Regions from separate parts of the Sus scrofa genome. Here regions 2 and 3 are each linked to region 1. A link is a contact called in public Hi-C data. All regions are on one chromosome and are shown on one strand. The core of a region is the stretch at or near the end of the contact, and the rest is flanking DNA. Distances in the headings are between cores, read along the strand shown. Region 1 holds the start of ADD1 (alpha-adducin). Region 2 overlaps ADD1 (alpha-adducin). Region 3 holds the start of SH3BP2 (SH3 domain-binding protein 2).

Region 1 (4,986 bases), core at 1,808-4,307:
AACAGATCTACTGACATAAGTTGTCCCAAATAACCAGGTGGCAGCTGTAGCTTCAACTTCGTTATGTCCTCTGGTGGGAGTGTGCTCTTTGGTAACCCACCCTCTGGACTCCCAGTACTTAATGGCTCACAAGGTAGTGCACCTGTTAGGGACAGTGCCTCGTGAGATGGTTACTTATTGGAATAGAGTATTTACCACTCCCTGGAGGGCAACACTCCGTCCTCCTAGCATGCCACCTCCAAGCTGGAGCCTCATTTGAGTCTTCATGTGGCTAGTCCATCTCGGCTAGAACAGCACCTTTCTGGAGGGCGCAGTGTGTGGTGGGAATGGTGGGTCCCTGGTCATGTGCCGCTGCCATATCTCCTTTGTCCTAAAGAAGGTCCTTCAGTCCTAGGCAGTTATGTGGGCTTTCATGTCCACAAACCAGACACCTTGTGAGCTCTTGACAGTGGTTCCGGCTTAAGTGTTGCAGGCAGAAAAGGCAAACCCACAGTCAGATACATGGTGGTCCATCTTGCTGAGCATGACTCATTCCTTTCTCCAGGACAGAAGGGATCCAGTGTAATCGACTTGCTGCCAAGAAGCTGGTTGGCTCCTTCAGGGGCCTTGGTTTCCAATGGTGATAGGTTAGATGCTGGCAAGGGCAATAGCTGGGTCTGCTTGGTTATAAGGAGCCCGTGCTGTTGGGCTCATGGATGGCCTCTGCCATGGCTACTTCATTGATGAGATGATTGCAGTGGCAGAGGACGGATCCTGTTGGCGGAGTCATTCCCTCTGCTTGGTTGTTTAGAGCCTCTGTTGTGGATGCCCACCAGTGGACATTAAGATGCAATGCAAAGATCTTCACCTTGTGCCGGTTCTCAGAGGTCCATCCACGTGTCTCTTCCTCACACCTCTTGGTCACTGAACCTCCAGACTTTGCCTTCCAGGCTCCTGACCAACTGTTTAAATTACTTCTCACTGCCCGTGGGTCCAGGCTACATCTTCCCCCACACAGTGAGTGGTCAAGTTCACCATCTGAAGCTTCGCCTTCTTTCAGGGTGACTGCTGAGTGGGATGTGATGCAGCAGTGGGCCATTTTCAGCTATTCCAACATATTGAGACAAACTTGCTGTGAGCCGGACATGTGGTTTTTCCTCCTCAGTGTCACAGGGAGTCCCCTGAGACCCCAGTGTGCGCCGAGGGAGCGGTATCAAAGCTACAGTAGCAGGGGTCTGGACCAGTGATGGATAGTGCTAGCCTCAGGTGTCCCTTAGAAACACTGCATTGCTGCCAGAGCTCAGAAGCAAGCCAGAAGTTACTTTTTGAGCTGCTTGGGTCTGTGCATTTGTAGTTTTCATGAAAATTTAAACACTCAGCCATTGTACATTCAAGTAGTATTTCTATTCTCCCAACCCCCACCATCTATTTTCAGGGACTCTTGATTACATATATACTAGGCTTCTCTTAGTTGCCCTGCAGCTCACTGGTGCTCTGTTCATTCTTTTCCAGGCTCCTTTTTTTTTTTTTTTTAAACATTTTTATTTTGTCTATTATAGTTGATTTATCCAGGCTCTTTTCTGTTTTATTTAATTTCTTCCTCCCTCCCTCCCTCCCTTCCTTTCTTTTTGTCATGGTGTGCAGTGGCTTGATGTGGGATCTCAGTCCTCAGACCAGGGATTGAACCTGGGCACCAGTGATGGAAGTGCCAAATCCTAGCTACTAGGCCACCAGGGAACTCCCTCATTTAGCTTTTCTTTTTTCATGTTTTCAAGTTCACTAATACTTTCTTCCACTGGATCTGATCTGCTGTTGATCTCACCCAATGTATTTTTCACAGAAGTTTGATTTGGGTCTTTTTTGTATCTTCTGTGTCCCTACTTAACATGCTCTGTCCTCTTCTACTTCTTCTTCCCTTCAGCAAGCCCCTGCTGACACCTCCTATGGCCAGCCCTTGTGGCCCGGTGCAAAGGAAATGGAAGTGAGTGATGTGTAATTGTGGAGTCTTGTCAGAAGTCTTCTGACAGAAGCCAACATCCAGGAGATCAGAGGTCACTGTCTCCTATCCATCTGCAGGGTCCCCCACCCTTTCCTGGACTAGACTAAAGAAGACTCTGCTGGGAGGGAAGGCCTGGATTCCACACTATTCTTTCACTTCCCAGCTCTGAGCCTCAACTCTTTATGGGTTAAAGGGAGCGAGAAGCTCTGCGCATGTCTCCCGGGGTTTTTTGGGGACTCAGATGAGACAACAGGAGGGGCAGTTCAGGGCAGGTGCTGATGTAGTCTCCAGAGTAGTCTTCAGGTCTACAGGTAGCCTGTTCTCACCAAGGCCCTAGCTGTGTGGAGGTGACTGGTGCTCATTCCTCCAGCATCAGCCCGCCAAGCTCTAGGCAGCAGGCCGCGGCCTTATCAGAATCCACAGGCCCAGGCAGTCCCGGCCCCACCCTGGCTGCCCGCCCAGCCCCAAACTCCGCCTGTGATTCCGGCCCCGCCCCTGCAGGAGCTTCTGCTCCCAGACCAGCAGAGGGCGGGGCACAGGGCAGGGTCCAGCTGAAGAAGTGGGAGAGGCGGACAGGGAGAAGCACGCCCTCCAGAGCATCCGGTGAACCAGGCCCGCAGGAGGCCTCCACGGACCAGACCGGCGACAATGCACGAGTGACCAGGCGGCTCCGGGTGAGCGGACGCCGTTGGCACATCCAGACCGGCCTGCTTCGATGAGGAGGCTGGCGGGGCTGCGACCCACCGACCCCACGCGCTAAAGCCTGTTTTGTCCGCAGCGGGAGGGCGGGGCCGGTGGGCGGAGCCGGCCGCAGGCCGACTTAAGCCGAAGGCGGCAACTGAGAGCGGCAACCCCGCCCGCCCAAGCCCCGCCCCTCACCGCCCCGGTCACGCCCCGCCGCGTCCACCAGCTTCAGGTAGCCAGCCAATCGTAGGACGTGTTGCTGGACGGTGCGGCAACAGCTGGACCTATGGGGTGGTGCGTTGTTGGGCTGCGGCGCCGCAGGCCGCACCCAGCTCCGGCAGCTGGGGCTGCGCTGAGGGCTGAGGGCTGAGGGGGCGGGAGGCCGGGCGGGCCGGGGCAGCGGGCTGGGGTTGCGCGCGGCGGACAGGGGGCGGAGCCCGAGCCGGAGCCGGAGCCGGAGCCGGAGCTGGAGCGGACGGGCGGCGGCCGCACTCGGACCTGGGAGCCCGCGCGCTGCTCGCGATTCGCCCCTGAGGTGAGGCCCGTGCGCAGGGCGGCGGCGGGCCCCGAGCGCGGCGGGGCGGCCCAGGGGCTCCAGCCTGGCGGCGGGGCCTGAGGAGGCGGTGGCGGCGCGGAGGGCGGGGGCCACGCCGGGAAGGGGCGCCTGGCCGTCCCGGGGGCGTCGCCGCCGTTCGGCCGTTGGCTTTGACGCGGCGCGGAGGGGCCGGCGCCCTGCTCGCCCTTCGCCCTCCGGGCTCGCCTGTGGGAGCGCCTGGGCAGTGGGTCTGCGGGCTGGTGGCGGGCTTCGCGCGTCCGTGCGCCGAAGGAGGGTCCGGGCCGGACGCTGGGTCCGCCTGCTGCTCGCCGAGGCCCGGCCGGTGGCTCGCAGCGCCGACGGCTCCGGGATTCGCGCACAGAAGCAGGCGGACACCGGTGTCCGAATGCTGCCCGTCTGCTCCCGTGTTTTAAAAAACGACAGCTTCTGCCGAGAGAGAAAGGCCGATCTGCCCCCGGATGGTGATCGGGTTGTCCTGCAACTTTATTAGGGGAGGCGCGGGTGGTCTTTTCCCTCCCTTCCTCCCTCCCTGCCTGCCTTTTTTGTTTATTTTGGGGGATGTCAGAGGGTCTTTGCCTTAAACGGTTGCTTTTATTTTCGCTCTTGCAGTTCATGGCTCAAGATATTTTGTAGGGTTTTGTGCTCACTTCATGCGTACCTACCTTGAAATAAATATTTTGGTTAACCTAAAACTGCTGGTGGTGTGACCATGTGATTTTATGCCTAAATGACATAAGCAATGTGTCATGTCCCCGGGAACCAAAAACATAGCTGATAGCTGTATCCAGTGCTATTACAATAAGACTTTTTGGGGGTGTGAAAAATTAATTAAATCCTGATGGGGATGGGAAACAGGCTGCTGAAAGGTCTACTCTGTCTTCGCAGAACACATCAGTAGAGGCGCCCAGTGAAAGCGAGTCTGAGTGGATGAGCAGGCGGTCCGCAGGCGCTAAAGGGGGAGGGCATCCCGGGCCGAGAGGCTGAATGGTCCCAGGGTGGGACTGACCTAACTGGAATCTTTAATTGAGGAGCAAATGCCAGCCCGTATGTAAATTGCTTTTAAAAATCCATAGTCTTAACACACCCTGTTGATTCTGACTGGCGGGGGAAACTAGAATAGTAAAGTTGTTTTTTGAGGAAGTTGATGGTTTTGGCAGCAGAGCTGCTTTTCAGAGTTTTGATGTGGTTTACGGCAGGACAAATGATTTGTTTTTACTGCTTGTGTGGTTTTAGTTACAGAGACTCACTGAATGACATGAATTTCAATTCTACCCGATCTCCAAAAGATGGGATAGTTTCCTCTCTCTATATAATTTATACAGCAAACCTTTTTCTCTTTTTTCCTTTCTTTTTTTTTAGTGAGTGAATTTTATTGCATTTATAGCTGTGCAGCAATCACCACAACCCAATTTTATAGCATTTCCATCCTCAACCCCCAGCCCATCCCCCATCCCCAGCCTGTCTCCTTTGGAAACCTTAAGTTTTTCAAAATCCAGCTCACCTTTTTAACTCTTTGATGTTATCTGATATGGTGAGGTTTTGCTTGGTGTTAAGTTTTGCGTTACTGATTTTACCATAAAAGCTGTTTTTGTAGGTGATTATTAGTTTTCAGTTCTTTCAAGTACTTGTTGCATTAAATCATAAAACACTGCTAGGCTTTAAAAGATTCATAAAAATGCCCCAAATTAAATATCCAACTAGTGTTAAAATTTTCTTGTCATAATTTTTTATTTTACTATTCAATTAAGGTTTATTGCAGAATATGAAT
Region 2 (4,986 bases), core at 981-3,480, 43 kb after region 1:
TTGGCAGATAGCACATTGAATTAAAAAAAAATGTTGGTCATCTCCATTTTCAAGGAACTGGGCATTTAGCAGTAAACAAAGCATGTGAAGCTTATTTGTTTGGTTGTGAATGGTATTCATATGTTATTCCTCAATAATAGAACTTACCGTGAAGTACTCAAGTCTTAAGTACACAGCTTGATGAATTTTGATAAATACATGACAACTGTGTAAACACCCAGATGAGTCTCAGGCTGTGCAGTCTAGTTGAAGGAGATAACCAGTAAAGGACAAACAGCGCAGTCGGAGTGCAGCTGGATGATGAGATTGAGTACGACTGTGCTCAGACCAGGCCTCTCTGAATGAGGACGATTTAATCCGAGTGCCGAACGACAGTAGGGAGCCAGCCTTGCAGGCATCAGGGGGAGAGACATTCCGGATTGAGGGAGCAGCAGATGCGAAATTCCTGAGATAGGAATGAGCTTGAAAGAGTCAAAGGACAGCCAGTGTGGTCTGAGCACTCGCACAAGGAGGGGGGTGCAGTGGGTTGGAGGAGGGAGCAGGCGTGGAGGCTGGCGAGCTCAGCTTGGGAGTCTGTTTTGCACTGAGTACAATTGAGAGTCGTTGGAGAGCTGCAGTTGGGACCAGCACAGTTCTGTCTTTGAACAACTCACACTGGCTTTGGTAGAGAGAGAGCGTCACATGGGGCGAGAGAGAAAGCCGTCTTCCAAACAAGAGGTAATGGTAGCTTGGGACACTGGTGGTGGTGGATGTGGAGAGAGGTGGACTCGTTTAAGTTTCATTTTGAAGGTAGGATAAATAGCATTTGCTGATGGATGGGGAAGAAAGCGGTGAGAGGAAAAATCAGGTTAACATTGGCTTGAGCGGTTTTCGTGTGCAAAAGCAACAAGAAACCAAGTAAAAATCACAAAGGACAGAGTGAAGAAACTAAACCCAGCACACCTACTATGTGCCAGGCACTGGGCGTGCAGAGATCCAGGGAAGTCGCTCCCCTGTTGTTTAGAACACAGCGCCAGCATGTTGCTGACCTCAGTCGCTGTGGGAGCTTGGACAGAGAAAGGTCATTCGTGAAAAGACGATTAGAGTCTGGGGTTTACTTAATAGAACGTCCTGGTGTTGGTTTCTCGGTTTTAGGAGTGAGGCCCGTCCAACCACAGTTTGGAGTGGGGAGGCCCACTGTGTGGGCATGGACGCTGATGGGTGGGTGGGTGTCAGAGGGAGCCTGTGGAAGTTTCCTTCAGATCGATTCTCTGTTCTCAGCGGAACAGCAAGTGCGGTGGTCTGCCGACAGTGAGCCCGGGGAGCCGTGCAGAGACTGCGTGGGGCGTGGGCGAGGGGCTGGTCCCTGGTTTCATGCAAAGGGTGCGCTCAGCGCAGTGGTCATGCATTTACAGCGAGGCCGTGCAGCATGGCCCGGGTTTTCCCTCCAGCCCCTTTCAGCATCAGCAGCATGAGTAGAAACAGAGAAGAGTTGAACTTGGCGAGGGTGGGGATTTTGCGGGATGAGATGGCGGAGAGTTGAAGTTGTAAGCAAGGGAAGGGTCAGCCTGTTAAACCACGGGTCTGATGTGAGTGAGGGGAGTCGGGACACGGGGAGGGTGAGGGATGGTGAAGGTGAGGTCTTAGGATCACAACGGGCTTGAAGGGAGGCTGAGCTGGACACCAGGAAAGGCTGATGGAGAGCACACGCCTGGCTCTGAGATTGAAGAGGGCCCAGGTACTAGGAAAGGGGAGGTCTCTAGGGCGTGACCGTAGAAATAGAAGGCCAGGTGAGTTGAGTGACAGGGTCACTGGAGGGGAGGTGATCAGGAGGCTGAGAGGCGAAGGAGTGGACCTCAGGTTGAACCTCAGGAGTCAGGACCAAGCAGGCACGCAAGGTCATTGGTGGTGCCTGTTAGTCGGGGCCAGAATCTGGAACGGAGGTGGGCGACTCCAACCTCACAGGTCATTGCCAAGCTCAGCTCTCTACTGCGCGCACAGGTCATCTGAATGCTTTGGACGGATACAGAGGTCCCCTTGTACTGTGGATTTTCTTCTTTTTTGTGTCTTCCTTCTTGAGGTTTAAGTTCCTTGATGGCAAAGCTGTTCTTTTCTGTCTGTGTTCTCAGCGCCCAGAACAGTGTTATTTAATTTTTTTCAGCCTTTCATGTTGAACTGGTGCATAGAATTCCCCTGACTCATATTTATTCAGTCCTCTGCTTGTGAAATGTAGACTGCTTGCTGTTTTCCCTGTAGTAGTTGTACTGGGATGTATATCCTTGTGAATAAGTCTTTGAGCACATCTCTGATTAGTTCTAGAAAAGACACGGAGGAATAGGAAGTGCCTTTCCAAAGTGTTAAGCCTCTGTATTGTTAAATTCCTTTCCAGAGAGAATGTACTAATTTATGCGGCAAGAAGTGAGATGTATGAGAATATCCACTTCCTTTTCCAGCACTGGATGAAAACAAACAAAAAGACTGATCTTTGTAATGGTTAGCCCTGCCTTCCCAAGGAACAGAAAAGAAGTGGTGTCTCATTGTTCTGATCTGGCTTTTATTAGGCTTTCTGTGAAGAGTTGGAATCAATGATACAGGAACAGTTCAAAAAGGGGAAGAACCCCACAGGCCTGTTGGCGCTACAGCAGATAGCGGATTTTATGACGACAAACGTGCCGAATGTGTACCCAGCAGCTCCGCAAGGAGGGATGGCTGCCTTGAACATGAGTGAGTACTTCCTGACTGGGCATGGGCTCTGCCAGCCTCCAGGTGAAATTTCCTGATGCTTTTTTTTATGTCAGGTAGATGAGCACACAGTATGTAATACATAGAACTGAGTTTTTTTAAAAAATGTTTTATTATTCCCACTGTGACATGGTGGGTTCATGGTCCGGTTTGTCTCCGTGGCGCTGCTGGCTCAGTCCTGAGCCCAGCACAGTGTGTTAACACAGCTGTGGTCTAGGTCGCACATGCGGCTCAGATTCAGACCCTGGCCAGGCAACTTGATGTGCAGCAGGGGAAATGATAGGGCTGAGAATGGCTTGACCGTAGAGGGTTCCTTTTTCTATGAGCCAGTGAGACTCTTACTTCTTAGGCAGATGACTTTTATCAGACCCTTTGTGAGTTAAGAAAAACTAATCAGAAATAATGCTTGTGGGTAGTAATTTGATTTTGCCTGAACTTATTTCAGCCAGGTCAACTTTTATCTACCATTCCCTACTATTGCTTGTAAATGAGTAAGAAACAGAGAAATTCAAAAGAAAGCCGGAAGAAAAATGTTAGTTGTGCAGAGATGGAGCTTTGCCATGGCTGTTGAATTTGAAAGCATTAATGGGACCAGTGGAGCCCAGGGTAGATTGAGCATCAGCTAATCTGACCTTCTGTGTGCCGTGCCCTGGGTCAGTCTCTCATGGTTCTAGTTGGGTAATCAGCTTCTGATTGACTCACAGAAGGTACTGGTTTCTGTTAGAGCACCTGCCATTTGCTGTTTACCTGTCTGTTCTGTGGAATTCTTAGAAGTTGCTTGAGGGAGTTCCCATTGTGGCTGAGTGGTTAACGAATCCGACTAAGAACCATGAGGTTGCGGGTTCGATCCCTGGCCTTCCTCAGTGGGTTAAGGATCCAGTGTTGCTGTTAGCTGTGGTGTAGGTTGCAGACATGGCTTGGATCCCATGTTGCTGTGGCTGTGGTGTAGGCCGGCGGCTACAGCTCCGATTAGACCCCTAGCCTGGGAACCCTCACATGTCACGGGAACGGCCCTAGAAAAGGCAAAAAGACCGAGGGAAAAAAAAAAAAAGAGGTTGCTTGGCATTCACCAGAATGATAATGTCATTAATAGCTAGAGAGTAATAAGAATCACATTTAATTTACTGAAGTTGAATGGTAGCCACTAGGTTTTCATGTTTTCGCATGGATCCTGCATGGATTCTAGTGATATTTATATGAATTAGATGATAAAGAACAATGTAATATATTTACTTGTATATTGTCTTCCAATCAGATATAAGGAAACTTTATTGCAGTAGTGCCACATAAAAACAGAAAAGAAGGAAAAACAAAATCTAATTTGTTTTAATTATATCTAATAATTCGTTTAATTGTATCTAATAGTTTGTTTCTTAAATACAAAAATCTTTTTTTTTTTTTTTGTCTTTTAGCCATTTCTTGGTCTACTCCCGCAGCATATGGAGGTTCCCAGGCTAGGAGATGAATCAGAGCTGAAGCCGCAGGCCTACCTACACCACAACCACGGCAATGTGGGATCCGAGCCTCGTCCGAAACCTACACCACAGCCCATGGCAACGCCGGATCCTTAACCCACTGAGCAAGGCCAGGGATCGAACCCACAACATCATGGTTCCTAGTCGGATTCATTAACCACTGAGCCACGACGGGAACTCCTAAATACAAAACTCTTAGCCTTTGTTGTAGAATCTAACATATGTAGATGGCATGGGGCAAATGACACGGAACTTAGGGATGATTCTAAGGTGAAGGCCATTCCAGTCACCATCCTGGTGAAGAGCTCTGCAGCTTGTTTAGGAAAGGGAACCCTTCACAGTGAGAGGTTGGTTTCCTGCCATGCTCTGACATGAACAATCAGTAGCATTTCTTTCTTTTTCTTTTTTTCTTTCCTTTTTTTTTGCTTTTTAGTTCCACACTCGCAGCATATGGAGGTTTCCAGGCTAGGGGTCTAATCGGAGCTACAGCTGCCGGCCTGCACCACAGCCACAGCAACGCCAGATCCAAGCCGCGTCTGCGACCTACACCACAGCTAACGTCACACTGGATCCTCAACCCACTGAGTGAGGCCATGGATTGAACCCTCATTCTCATGGTTCCTAGTTGGATTCGTTTCTGCTGTGCCACAATGGGAACTCCCTTTTTTTTTTTCCCTGCTCCTGTGGCATGCAGAAGTTCCCAGGCCAGGGATCAAACCTGTGCTATAGCAGTGACAACACTGGATCCTTAACCTATTAGACTACTGGGGAACTCTCATCTGTCTTCTTT
Region 3 (4,986 bases), core at 1,397-3,896, 44 kb before region 1:
CCACAGTAGAGGCTGTCTGGAGGTGGATTTGTACTCCTGGGGGACAATTCTCTGGGCCACCTTGTCTGTCCAAACTGTCTGCAGTGACCCTGACGGTGAGGCCTCTCCTGGCTTCTGTCACCTCGAGTTTGGCATCTAAAGCCAGCCCCTGCCCGCCCTGCCCTTCCACGAGCCACAGGATGCGGATTTCCCCGCATCGGCTCAGGGTGCCCAGGGTCCCAGTGCGGGGGCTGCTGAGCCAGGCCTCGGGGAGCACGCGTGTCCAGCCTGGAGGTAATGAGCCTGTCAGGGGCTCCAGCCGGTGGAGCCAGCACTGAGCTCCTCCACGTGGAGTCCTGTTTCAGGAGTAGGGTGACCAGGGGGTGCCGATGGTGGCTGAGTCTGCTCACCTCCATGATGGCCTCTTGGGGCCGGGAGAGGGAGATTTCAGGACCTCTGGGGTCCAAGTTGAGCCCTGAGAGGGGGCTGTGCTGTGGGTGGGTGCAGTTACAGGGCAAGGGGTGGCCCTGGGCCCGGCAGGGTGAGCATCTTAGGGCTGAAGGGCTGGGGTGCTGGGCACTCTGCTTGTTCCCATCCTCCATCAAATTCTCCTGCCACCCTAGCAGATGGCCCCCCTAGTTTCATAGTTGAGGAAACTGGGGCCCTGTTGTCTGAATACTCTCCCATAGCCTCGCCTGCCTCTGGGTGCCCCTCTCTGGTTTGGCTCTCTCTCGACTGTGGTCCCGCCTTGGTCCCGGTCTCCTTCCAGGGGGCGCAGGCATCTCCCCCAGGCCTGCGCTCATGGCCTGGTCCCCTGGCTCTGGCCTTTCCCACTTGCCCCCACGCTCAATGTCTCTGACTCCATGTGTGCTGCTGCGCCCAGGCCTCCTCTTTCTGGGGCCTGGGACCCACACCTGGGCAGCTCTGGACAGGTGGACATGGCCCATGTTCAGCTACAACTCTGGGCACCCCCACAGCCTGGGACTCTCGGACTCAGCCTAACCCAGTTCTAGCCCCTGGCTGCTCCCCATCCTGCCTGTTCAGAGCGGCTGGTCCAGCGCCTGCTGTGGCTGCCCTGCTGGACTTCCGCCCTTCATGCCCAGTGCCACACAGAGGGGCAGACCTTGGCCTCCCACCTGGACAATCCAGCCTCGGTGCGCTGGCCTTCTGCCCTCCCCATAGCCTCTTCAGCCGCCAGCCAGATCCTATCCTTCCCCTGTTTACTGCTTCCTGGGCTCTGGGACCAAGGATCCCAGCCCCCTCCTCAGGCCTTTCTCTGGAAGCTCCAGTCCCCTACAAACGTGCCCGCCGTACTGCTTCTCCCTGGGACACCTCCTCCCTATCTCCACCACTCACACCGCCCTTTAGGACGCCCCTCCAGGAAGCCAGTTCCTCCCAGGAAGCCCTTTCTGCAAGATCTGACAAGCTCCCTTTCCCCCAGGGCCCTGCCCCTTAAACAGAGTGATCTGCGTCTAAAGCTGGACTCATGTTCCCCATCCCCCCACAACTTCTGGGAAGGACCTTGGTTGGGAGCCTCCCAGGAGGCAAAATTAATTTATTTACTTGTTTATTTTTGGTCTTTTTAGGGCCACACCTGGGGCATATGGCAATTCCTAAACTAGGGGTCTAACTGGAGCTACAGCTGCAGGCCTACATCACAGCGACAGCAACGCCAGACTTGAGCTGTATCTTCGATCTACGCTACAGCTCAATGCAATGCCAGATCCTTAACCCACTGAGCGAGGCCAGGGAACAAACCTGCAACCTCATGGTTCCTAGTCGGATTAGTTTCCCCTGCACCACAAAGGGAACTCCCAGAGGCAAAATTTAAAGTACCCTGTTTTCTGGGCCTCCCAGTGTTGGAATCAGACCCCTGGGCCAAGAGAGTCCAGACCTGGTACAAGGACTGTGTCCTGGCTTCAAAGTGGCGGAAAAATGCCCTAGAGACTCTTCTGAAATAAGGGCCAGGTTCCGAAGTTTGGGTTCCCAGCAAGACTTCTTCCTGGGGCAGGGGAGGGGTCATCCCATGCCCCTGTCCCTCCCTTCCAGACCTGAGACCAAGGAGGCAGGGATGGGGTCCGCGAGGGACATGGCCTCCTCCTACAGGATCAGGATCAGCGGGTTGGAGGACGACACCCCCTCCGGTGGGGCCACCGGCTGTCATTGAGCAGGACACGCACTTGCATTTACTGAACCCTAGAGGGTGCCTGTGCAGGGATGGTGGGTCCACACGTGCAGCCAACTCCTGCCTTCTCCTCCTGGGGAGCAGGAGTGTGGAAAGGTGGGAGACCCCCAGACTCTGAGGTCCTGATCCCCACCCTGCGCCCAAACCTCGAACCCCGAGGACTGCGGGCTGCATCGCGTCCTTCAGATCGCAAAAGGAGTCGGCGAGGTGGGCCCCGGGGGCCAGAGGACTCGGGCCGGGTGCGTGGGGGTGGGGGAGGGGAGGAGACTAAAGGGGCAGGGTCGTTTCGAAGGGGCGGGGCCCGGAGCCGGGCAACGCGGCGCCGGGCGGGAGTGGGCGGGACCAGGTCGAAGGGGCGGGCCGGGAGGGTGGGGGCGAGGCGCGGAGGCGGGGGTGGGCGGGGCCCGACGCGCTGGGGGACTGAGGGAGCCGGGCCGGGGGGGCGGGGCGGGGCAGGAGCCTGTGGGGGGCGGGGCCAGCCAGGAGGGGCGGGCCCAGCTCCGGGAGGGATCCAGCTCCTGGCTACCTCCCGGCGGGCGCGAACGCCGGGCCGCCGAGGCGGGATCCGCTGCCGGACGCAGGGCCCTGACGCGGGCTGGGAGCAGAGCCTCGGCAGGTAAGGCTGGGCGGCGGGCATGGACGGGAGGGGCGCGATCGCGTCCGGAATCCCAGGGGCCAGGGTCCTCGCTGTAGGACGCGCGGGGCGGTCAGTTCTAGCGCCCGCCCAGACTCGGAGCACCACTGCCTGAAATGAGCGGGTTCGAGGTGTGCCTGGGGTGCACCCTGGAGGCCTAGGGGCGGGGGGCGGTGGCGTTGTATCTGTTCCGCACCCCCACCCCGTCCCTCTAGCCCCCACTTCCCTAGCCCCCTGGGGCTGGCCGACGGCCGCAGGCCCCATTACACGTACGCGACCGGCCTCTGAAGGCCCAGGCCCGGAATTTGCCTCCACCTCCTCCCGGTAATGCAAACTTTCCTTCCCTCAGCCTGTGTGCCGCGGAGGGTGGAGAAAAGCCGCCTGTTGGAGAATTCACACCGAAGTGTGAGTGACTGATAGCCCCATGGCCTAGGGGTGTCTGCGACTCTTATTCTGGGGAACAGTGAGTGTCTGGGGGTTGGGGACAGCCTTCCTTCCACATGTACCCGGCCCTCCCAGCAGCCCAGCTCTTTCCCTGCTGCTCCTGGCCTCTGCTTCCCCTGGTGAAGTGTTGATAGTCGCTGTGGCTGGGGTTCTGAGCTGGCCTGTTGGAGCAGCGTTCAGCCAGAGCCCGCTCCCTTTGCCACCCTGCGGGACCCTGACTGCCTCACATCTTCCCTGAGTGCCTCACTTTGCCCGTATGTCAGCTTTGGTGACTTCTATACTTGCTGGTCAGGTGGCCATGCTGAGTAAAGTGCCCCTTATAAATGCCCTTGGCCTGGGTTGGGGGGTCTGTGTGGGACCTCTGGGATTGCATGTTATCTGACGATGACACGTGAAACGAGGCTCCAGCACCGAAGGGGCTCAGGAAATGTTGCTTTGCCATAATGATGAGAAAATGTGAGAATATTTTGAGCACAGTCTGATGACCAGGGGGCACGGCAAGTCCTGGAGTAGGGGTAGGTTTCCAGGTTTAAGTCTAGCCCAGCACTGATGCAGTGTGGCCCTGGGGCAGCCCCCTGGCCCCGGCTCTGTGGGACCAGAGGAGGGGACTGGGCTCTGTTACCCGCTGGCCCTCCTCCACTGTGACTTGTACCCAGGACACCCCTGCAGAGGGCCCTCCAGGAGCCAGGGCTCCACTCTGGGTGGGCCAGGGGGCCAGGATGGAGGCGCCAAGGGGTAGGGACCCCGTCAAATTCCACTTCCTTGCACCCCGACTCTGCCACTTGGCTGTGTGTGGGGCACACCCTAGCCAGGGGGACAGGCAGAACAGATGGGTAGATGGCCGAGTCTAGTCCCCTTTGGCTGTTTGGAGAGAGGGGTGCTGATACAGCCTAGCCTTTTTGGGGGGCGTCCCCCAGGCCTACAGGCTCAGGGAGGAACCCGACGAGGAGGCCAGCCTGGGAAAAGTAGGAGGATGGGTGACTCCAGGCTGCCCTTGGCCCTTCTTGTTCACGTGGACAGAGGAAAGTGAGGTGCTGAGTCAGCCCCCATCGCCCCCCCAACATGGATGCACACAAGCTTGCAGGCCTCCATGTGGGAAGGCTGAAGGGGTGCAGAGAGACAGTGGCCCAGCCTTTGTCACAGAGGGGCTGGGTTCTGACTTTGAATCTGGCAGCCACCATTTACCAGCCGGGTGATCTTAGATGGCTGTGACTGTCCAGGGGCTGGTGGTGGCACATGGTTAGTGTTCAGTGACAGTGAGCTGCTGCTGGGGGTGATTTTCCTGGCCCCGAGGGCTTGAGGACAGGGATGGTTGGGCCTCCTGGGCTTGGGAGTGGGGGTGGGGCTGGGCCTGGAGAGGCCTGGGGCAAAGGTAGGCTCCCAGGTCCCTGCCTGCTTGGGTCTCACGGCAAAGGCCCAAGCCTCTCAGGAGTGGCCAGGCCCAGGGAGGTACCTGGGTCCTCCTGGCTTCTGTCCTTGACGCCCTATTATGGGACACCTGCCCTCTTCTCACTGGCTGGCTAGAAGGTGGCCTCAGGAGTTCCTGTTGTGGCTGAGCGGGTAATGAATCTGACTCGTGTCCGTGAAGATGCCAGTTTGATTCCTGGCTTCGTTCAGTGGGTTGGGGATCCCGTGTTGTCATGAGCTGCGGTGTAGGTCACAGACGCAGCTTGGGTCCCATGTTGCTGTGGCTGTGGCATAGGCTGGCAGCTGTAGGTCCGATTTGACCCCTAGCCTGGGAACT

The links. A called contact is a pair of places that touch in the nucleus more often than the background predicts.
Region 2: a contact with region 1 is called in a Hi-C map of embryonic fibroblasts, with 2.1 times the contacts expected there. The contact joins the enhancer-like site here to the promoter of ADD1 in region 1. A contact is called at or near these places in 1 of 5 promoter capture datasets (fetal liver), 9 of 47 Hi-C or Micro-C datasets (adipose tissue, alveolar macrophages, brain and 6 more) and 1 of 2 datasets of contacts at active chromatin or transcription factors (skeletal muscle).
Region 3: a contact with region 1 is called in a Hi-C map of liver, with 3 times the contacts expected there. The contact joins the promoter of SH3BP2 here to the promoter of ADD1 in region 1. A contact is called at or near these places in 3 of 5 promoter capture datasets (fetal liver, liver and skeletal muscle), 24 of 47 Hi-C or Micro-C datasets (adipose tissue, alveolar macrophages, blood and 13 more) and 2 of 2 datasets of contacts at active chromatin or transcription factors (alveolar macrophages and skeletal muscle).

Annotation. Positions count from the first base shown.
Region 1 is chr8:1,624,089-1,629,074 of Sscrofa11.1, forward strand. ADD1 (alpha-adducin) reads left to right here and starts at 3,058. Exons shown (of 17, transcript XM_013978492.2): 1 at 3,058-3,197; 2 at 4,104-4,262. The coding sequence starts at 4,253.
Region 2 is chr8:1,668,016-1,673,001 of Sscrofa11.1, forward strand. It overlaps ADD1 (alpha-adducin), which reads left to right. Exons shown (of 17, transcript XM_013978492.2): 4 at 2,541-2,703. Among named protein-coding and RNA genes, the nearest start is that of ADD1, 43 kb to the left of the region's middle. Within about 2 kb of position 2,231, at least 5 of the 83 cell types and tissues checked have an H3K27ac peak or open chromatin away from gene starts, as enhancers often do. A contact at or near this core is called in embryonic fibroblasts, where this site is marked.
Region 3 is chr8:1,580,523-1,585,508 of Sscrofa11.1, forward strand. It overlaps SH3BP2 (SH3 domain-binding protein 2), which reads left to right and starts at 2,647. Exons shown (of 11, transcript XR_002346534.1): 1 at 2,647-2,780.